Linked DNA regions of Mus musculus: region 2 is linked to region 1. The links are chromatin contacts, called in public HiChIP or PLAC-seq maps. All regions are on one chromosome and are shown on one strand. The core of a region is the stretch at or near the end of the contact, and the rest is flanking DNA. Distances in the headings are between cores, read along the strand shown.

Evidence for each region. HiChIP or PLAC-seq counts read pairs in DNA pulled down with a chosen protein or histone mark.
Region 2: an H3K4me3 HiChIP or PLAC-seq map of the 230-238 cell line shows a contact between it and region 1, with 34 read pairs. The contact joins the promoter of Ang here to the enhancer-like site in region 1. A contact is called at or near these places in 3 of 39 promoter capture datasets (embryonic stem cells, macrophages and neural stem cells), 1 of 15 datasets of contacts at CTCF or cohesin (the NIH/3T3 cell line), 4 of 484 Hi-C or Micro-C datasets (CD4 T cells, the G1E-ER4 cell line, bone marrow-derived macrophages and 1 more), 29 of 115 datasets of contacts at active chromatin or transcription factors (the 230-238 cell line, the HPC-7 cell line, the NIH/3T3 cell line and 21 more) and 4 of 9 other capture datasets (adipose tissue, liver, macrophages and 1 more).

Annotation. Positions count from the first base shown.
Region 1 is chr14:50,822,712-50,826,638 of GRCm38.p6, forward strand. Tep1 (telomerase associated protein 1) reads right to left here. Exons shown (of 55, transcript NM_009351.2): 52 at 2,345-2,450; 53 at 2,021-2,238; 54 at 1,794-1,898; 55 at 1,350-1,579. The coding sequence ends at 1,457. Among named protein-coding and RNA genes, the nearest start is that of Gm52116, 12 kb to the right of the region's middle. Within about 2 kb of position 1,565, at least 75 of the 459 cell types and tissues checked have an H3K27ac peak or open chromatin away from gene starts, as enhancers often do. A contact at or near this core is called in the 230-238 cell line, the G1E-ER4 cell line, adipose tissue and 5 more, where this site is marked.
Region 2 is chr14:51,094,206-51,098,031 of GRCm38.p6, forward strand. It overlaps Ang (angiogenin, ribonuclease, RNase A family, 5), which reads left to right and starts at 1,795. Exons shown (of 2, transcript NM_007447.3): 1 at 1,795-2,268. Rnase4 (ribonuclease, RNase A family 4) reads left to right here and starts at 1,795. Exons shown (of 2, transcript NM_201239.3): 1 at 1,795-2,268.

The DNA.
Region 1 (3,927 bases), core at 315-2,814:
TTTCCGTACCTCTAGCTCCAGGTCCAACACTGTCTTCTGACCTTCAAGGCACCCTCTTACACACAGAGACATCGACACATAAGTAAAAGTAACTTTAAAAAACGTAAGAACAGATGTGGGTGTTATAAACTTTTCTAAAGAGTACAAGACAGGATCTCACTCTAGATACCCGGCTGTCTCAGAACTGGCTATGTAGGCCAGCATGGCCTAAAATTCAAGAAAAATCCTCCTTCCTTGGCCTCCTAATACAGACTACAGCCATATGCTATGCTTTATAGTAAGGATTACCGAGTCAGGCATGGGATCTCAGACCTTTCATCCCAGCACTCAGGAGGTGAGGAAGGAGTCAGGTAGACCTCTGCGTTCAAGGCCAGAACCTTGTAAGTAAGCAACGTAAATCCATGGCATGATTACTCCACTTGTCAATATGTTGTAAGCTCTATCGACTTCATTTTAGTTTCATTTTTCCTTCCTTTGTTCTTCAAGATAAGGTTTCTCTATATAGTCCTGGCTATCGTGGAACTCCCCCTATAGACCAGGCTGGCCTTGAATTCAAATTCCACCTCCCAAATACCCCTGCCTCTGAACTGGGATTATGAACCATCATGGGCTGACTTCTTTTTAAAGAACACTTTATGAGATTTATTTTTCTTTTATGTATATGAATGAGTGTTTTGGCTGTATGTCTGTGTACCACATGTGAGCATTGCCTATGGAGGCCAGAAGAGGGCGATGGGTTTCCTAGAACTGGAGTTACAGCAAGTTGTAAGCCACCGTGTAGGCACTAAGAATCAAAACCCAGTTCTCTGTAAGAGTGACCAGTGCTCTTAATGGCAGATCCATCTCTCAGCTCCATGAACTTCAATTTGAGGGAGAAATAGATTTGTGATCTCTGTAAGAGTGCCAATTAGTCTACCAATGAATGCTTGCAAGTCAAATGTAAAGTCCAAAGACTCATTCTGCCTTTGGTGCCTGGGTTTCCCACTCTGGCCAGTTAGTTCTGGGGAGAGGGCTGAGTCTGTGACAGGAACCCAGCACAGTCCTAGGTCTATCCGTTTTTTCCTAAATGCTTGCACGTCTACTGACTTTAACTCGCTCTTGTGTCCTTTCATGACCAAACGAGAATTCCTCAGGTCTCTTCAAACTAAGTACTGGCCACCAATAGCCTTCCTTCCTTCTGACAAGAGTGGACCTTAGAACTTAGGCCAGAAAGGGACACAGGAATAGAATCTGCGTGTTAAAGATGCTCATGTTCCTGCAGTTCTCCTTAGATGTTAAATTAGAAAGGAATATCCAGAGCCCTCCCCGTTGATCTAAAATCACCAGCGAACACAATCGGGCATACACTCTAGATCTCTCAACATTTTAGTTTTATAATCTTACTAAGAATATAGACACAGGTGTCTTCAGGCTAGCAGCATCTGTTGACATCATCTTTGTCCTGAGTACTGCATCTTCATTCCCAAGATAGAAAATACAAGTTTCCTTGTGTGTCTCCCACAGCAAGCTGCAGGGGAGAGCTGGGCTCCATCCAAGGTTCCAGACAGCTCACTGGCCCTTCACATCGGAACAAGCCCAGCTGAAACAGGAACAGAAACGGGGGAAGTGAAACTATAGGCCTGAGGTCTCCTTGTTATCTTTCTCTCAAATCAATATCTTAGAAACAGGCCACACCAAGAGAGACTGAGAAAAACAACTTTCATTTCGTTGACACGCCTTAGCCTGCATTCATTTTCTTGCACTAGCCCTTTCTCCGCTTGTGTGCACGTGTGCACACAGAGACCCACACTTACCAGCTGCATACTGGGTCTCTCCCACAGCTTAACATCTCTGTCCTTCGAAGCTGTCACCAGCAATCCCGGAAGCACATGGAGGGCTGTGACAGAGCCCAAGTGGATCTCGGAAAGGAGGGGAACAACATGAGTTCTCAGGGAGACCTTTCACTTACTGAAGCAGCAAAGGCTGCTGCTGAGCCAGATTTAGAACCGCCTCCCTCTATGACCCCTCCCTCCAAGCTCACCTTTTTACACTGCTGTGCCTTTAAATTTGTGGGATCAATCCAGCAATCAATGGAAAAATCCAACTCTGAGTGCGGGGACAACTCTGTCTCCAGAGTCTGAGTTTTAGGTTTTTTTGCTTTTTTCTGCCAAATGTTATCTACGATCCATTCTCCCTCTGAGGTACATTCAGATAAGTTCCACAGCATCCCATCAGAGGTGGCGCACAAAAGGGATGATTCTGCCATTTTAAGAGCAGAGTTAGCCAGGGCTCAAGCCTTGAGGACCCACAAGCCTCCCCTAAGCCACCCCAGAAAGAGCACTCTGGCCCTTCTTCTCCCACTAACCAGACTCAGGTTTGGCCTGAGTGATTGATACTGGGGACCCATTAGGATTATTTAAGTTCAGATTGAAGTCCAGGATCTCTTCAAACTCCCCTGACTCCTTTTGCTCCTGTGAAGGGATAGGTAGAGAGGTAACTTTGTTTAGTTCATGACACAACGCCACTATCAAAGCTCTAAGACAGGATATATATGACACAAAATATTAGTATTACACAAAAACAAAAGACAAAAAACTAAAACCCACCACACCTACAAATAAAATACATGCATCAAGTGAATGCATGTAAGATCTACCCATGCAGTGCCCCTAGGTGGAGATGTGGAACAGTTCTCGATGTTGTTCTCATGCCCAGTCCCAGTTGGTAGGAGAGCCCGAAAGCTGGCAGCAGATTTAAGTGTCTCCACTTATTACAAACTCCACATCAGTGAGATCTCTGTAGTGTGGCCATGTTTGTGACTGGCTTCCTTTGCAGAAGGACATGTCTGTATTTCCCTACTTATCATGTTCTACTTTCTGCTGTCATGCAGTTACATACTGAGAATTGCATGTCCAGGTTGGGCTATGTTGAATTTAGGCTAACACAGACGTGTCTGGGCCTGGCATTTGGGGACTATGTATACTTCTTTCACTTAAGTACATATTTAGGAACAGAATCACTGCTTTCTAGACAGACTTTGTACGTAACTTTAGTAGGTATCCGATTAGGATTTCTTAAAACTTTCCAGAAACAAGAGACCTTAGGAATCTTGGGAATGAAATCTAGCTCTGACAGAATCCCAAACAGTTAAGCATAAAGCATCTGTGAGGTACCTGCACCATGCACCATGACAGAGACACGGTGTAGCCCTTGACCTTAAAATGCTAATACTGACAGAAACCAAAAAAAAAAAAAAAAAAAAAATCACAACTAGGAAACCTAGGAGACAGGCATGGTGGCACAAGCCTTTAATCCCAGAACTAGGGAGGCATATCTCTAAGTTCTAGGCCAGCCTGCCTGCTATATGGAGTGAGTCCCCAGACAGGACAGCAAGAGCTGCACAGAAAGCCTGGAGAGGAGAGATGGCTCAGCAGGTAGGAGCAATTGCCAGCAAGCCTCACAACAGAGTTTGATCTCTAGATCAAACAGTAGAAGAAGAGAACCAACCTCACCAAGTTGTCTTCTAACTTCCACAAACATACTATGGCTTACAAGTGCCCCCCAAACACACACACACACACACACACACACATACACACACACACAAATTAAGATGTAAAAGAGCCAAGCACAGTGTCACTCATCTCTTTGCACTCAGGAAGCAGAGGCAAGCAGATGTCAGTGAGCTCCAGGTCAGTCATGGCTATATAATGAGCCCTTGTCTCAAAACAACTGGAAAGGAGAAGGAAGGAAGGAAGGAAGGAAGGAAGGAAGGAAGGAAGGAAGGAAGGAAGGAAGGAAGGAAGGAAGGAAGGAAGGAAGGAAGGAAAGAGAGAAAAAGAGAGAGAAAGAATGAAAGAAAGGAAGAACGAAGGAGAGAAAGTCCTCCTAGGTGTCTGACTTAAAAAAAACTATACAACTCTGTTTTGCACAATGAAATCTTACATG
Region 2 (3,826 bases), core at 545-3,044, 270 kb after region 1:
TGAGTGCAGGAGGGAGCAGACAAGGACAAAGGGGACCTTCAAGCTGGGCTGTGCCTCAACAAAGCTGAAAAGTGTTGAGGTTTGGGCCCTTTCCAAGTCTTCATGCCAGCCACTCTTCCTTCTCAAGCTGTCAGGCCCCGTTCTTAGGAAGTGTATCCATTGCGATGTGCACATTCTGGGCAGCTTTTGCTTGTTCGCTTGCTTGCTTGTTTGTTGAGACAGGATTTCTCTGCACAGCCCTGGCTGTTCTAGAACTAGCTCTGTAGACCAGGCTGACCTCAAACTCACAGAGATCCACCTGCCTCTGCCTCCCAAGTGCTGCTGGAATTAGGGGTTTGCTTTTTAAAAGACTTTACACTCTTAGAGTCTGCTCTGTGGTCAGGAACAAAAGCTCATTGGTGAAGGCAAACTAACTGATTTCAGAACTTTTTGCAGGCAAGTGTAGAACACTCCCAGGTTCATTGCAACACCTCCAATGACCTCATCAGACCCCAGGGGAAGCATCTTCCAGCTCCCACAGCCAGAGATTGCTCGGCTTAGCAATCAAGTTTATTTAATAACTGCTACCAAATCTTGCATCTCTGAACCTTTAAAGAGAAGCCCAGAATGTTTTTCGTGGTTAGAGGCTCTAGATCAGTTGATGAGGACTTATGTGTCAGTCACTGAGAATATAGAAATGAGTAAGTAAAAATTCTTCTCTGGAAAGGATCCACCCAATGGAGAGACACTGAGATTAACTAACTTAAAGGAATGTTGGCAGCCCATTTCTTCAGTTACACCAACGGAAGTGAATCCAGATCCATCCCGACCGTACTGTGGGTCCTTTATACCAGTGCAGTCTTCCCCAAGTGTTCCCAAGTCCGGGTGTGAACATGTCTGCAAGTCAGCGCCCCAAAGCTGCCTGCTTGCATTTTTGCTGCTTTCTGAGGGTTCCCTGTTCCTGCCACACAGAGGACCAGCCTTGCTGAGGGAGTCTGAAGATGCTGGAGTGCTGAATTCTTCCTCCTGCTACGGCGAGTCAGCTGATGCTCTCGTTTTTTTTTTTTTTTTTTTTTTTTTGTGCCCAGACTCACCTCAGACATCCCCAGCACGCTTCCACACAGTGAGAGATGCTTTGCCCCTGCCTCCACCTCTACTCCGCTGACAACCTGTAGGTCTCCCATCCCTATTTTTGCTTTTAGAAATTAGTACAGCTTAAATCACACATAAATATCTACACAATGATGGAGCAAAATCTAGAAATTGACAAGGAGCTAAAATATTGCAACTTTGCCCTATATACAAGATAAATGTATGGCAACTTTTAAAATTGTATGTATTTATTTATCTGCATGTATGTCTGTGTACCACACATATGCAATGCCCAGGGAGACCAGATGAAGGCATCACTACATATGGTTGGGAACTGCCATGTGGGTCTGAGAACTGAACCTGAGTAAGTGCCTGCAACCACTGAGCGATCTGTCCAGCCTTGAAGATGAATCTGTTAGAACAATTCTAGTAGATTTCTTCACTACCTCACTGTGTACTTTCTGGGTTTTAGAAGTCTGACCCCGTGGCTTGTCTACTCTTCGATCTTAGAGTTACCTCATAAGCAGAGCAGACATGCATAATTTCTTCTGTACTTGGTTCCCATAATGCTTAGATGTAGACAGCTGGTTTTGCAACTGTGCTTTAAAGAACAGGAAGCTGAGTAGCCATAAATATATATTCTTTTTTCTCCAGAGGATGGACAGAGGGAGGAGGAGCCCAGGAAGTGCTGTGTGTATTTCTGGGGGTTGGAGAGGTGGGGGCACAGTTGCCTCACTCCTTCCTTTAGACTTCTTTCAAAGTAGTTCCTGAAGTTGGCCTGAACGTCAGGGATAATATGTTTTTGGATCTATGGCATATGCACAGTGAAACTTCAGTCCTACCCTGAGCAAGGATAAGGACCATACACATAAGGAAAGAGGCAGCTTAGGAACAAAAGGCCGTGCTTAGCAAACATTATCATTGCTGAAAGAGATGTGTGGTCCACCAGGTGGTTAATATTTGACCCAGGCATGCTCAGGGGAAAGGTGAATGACTCCTTGTTTGCCCATGATTAGTGGCCTTGGTTTACAAGTCGCTGCCAAAGTAAAGATCCTTAGATAGGTTCTCCCCACCCCGTCACATGAGCACTGTATATTACCAGCCTGTGAGGAGCCTCTAGCTTCACACCGCAGGACCCTGTCTCCAGGAGCACGCAGCTGGACACATTCCCAGTCGGAGGAAAGCTGGCCAGCTTTGGTAAGATTCTTCCTTGTGGGTGTTCAACTCTCTGCTTCTTTTCCTCTGTGCTCTTTCTAGCAGTTCATCTATTTTAGTGAAACTGACTAACACCCCTTACGCTTTCTGGACTCAAACTTGCACATTAAAAAGAAAACGAGTAAGAGTTAAAATTTAAAATGAAAACAGGATTATTTGGTGTGGTTTGTATCTGGGAAGCAATTAATGGGATTTCGATCAAGGAGATGGAGATATAGGAGGGTTTCTTCAATTGTGATTAAAAGCCCCCAAAGGCTTAGGAAGCCATTTGCAGAAGGGCATGTGATCTGTCGTGTTTCCTCCATAACAAGCTTGGCTTGGCAGGAATAATAAGGAAAACCCCGAGTCTGGTGGTGGTGGTCCACACCTTTAATTTCAGCACTGGGGTGGTAGAGGCAGGCAGATCTCTGAGTTCAAGGCCAGTCTGGTCTATAAAGTGAGTTCCAGGACAGCCAGGGCTACCCAGAGAAAGCCTGTCTCCAAAAAGAAAAAGGAAAGAAAAGAAAAGAAAAAAAAAAAAAAAAAAAAAAAAGGAAAACCCGGAATCAGGAAGTACTTTCAGCAGTATTTCCTACTCAATTCTTTCCTAAAAAAAAAAAAGAAGGAAGAAAAAAGAAAAAGTTATGGACGCTCCTTAAAAACAAAGAGGAACATGAACCAAGATCAAAAGATGCTAGGTTGAGGGGAGAAAGGAGGAAAGACAGGAGGAAGACCAGGCACAGGGTGTTCTAGTCCAGTTGGACTGTTATGAAGATACACAAAGTAGGGAGAGTATACCTAGGAGAAGGGTGTTTATCACATTGCCACCCCAGCTGCAGGTAGTTTGCTACATGTCTAGTCTACATAGCACTGCCAACCCGGATTCCTGTGAGCACTACCTGGTTAAGAATGGGTAAACTGAGTCTGCACAAGAGTTGGAACTATTCCACTGCAGAAATCCGAATGACAGTCATTGTTGTGTATGCGACTAAGGTTCAGTACCTTTGGCCATGGCAGATTTACACCTGCACTCTCTAACAATAACACTCTCGCTTGTTTTCTCACAATTATACCTTGTCTGGCTTTGGGGGGAGTGTTAGAGTTAAACACACAGTGAGACAGTTTCAAGGGAGTGGACAGTAGACACTGGTGGTTGAGGTGTTCTGCTGGAAGTTGCTCCCTGGGTGTTTTAGAGAAACCATTATGAGAGACTGCATTGGGTGAGTTGGTAAAAATTAATGTGGAATTTCTGCAAATTAGAAGCAAGTAACCCCTTTCCTGGCCACATAGGCCTGAGAGCTTTCAAAGTCTAAATAGCAAGTATCTTTTTAGGATGAAGACCCCCCTATGTAGTGTTCATGGTACAGAGCCTTGGCTTACCCAGAGATCCTTCAGGGAAGATGTGTTTCAGTGAGACTGGACCAAGGTCACCCATCACCGATTTCTTCCAGTTGGTACCTTGTATCATCAACTAAGGTTATATAAATTTGCCGCTGCAATTCCAGTGTTGCTAGATTTGGCTCCTGAAACCGGTAAAGAATCCATTAGCTTAGTAAGAACC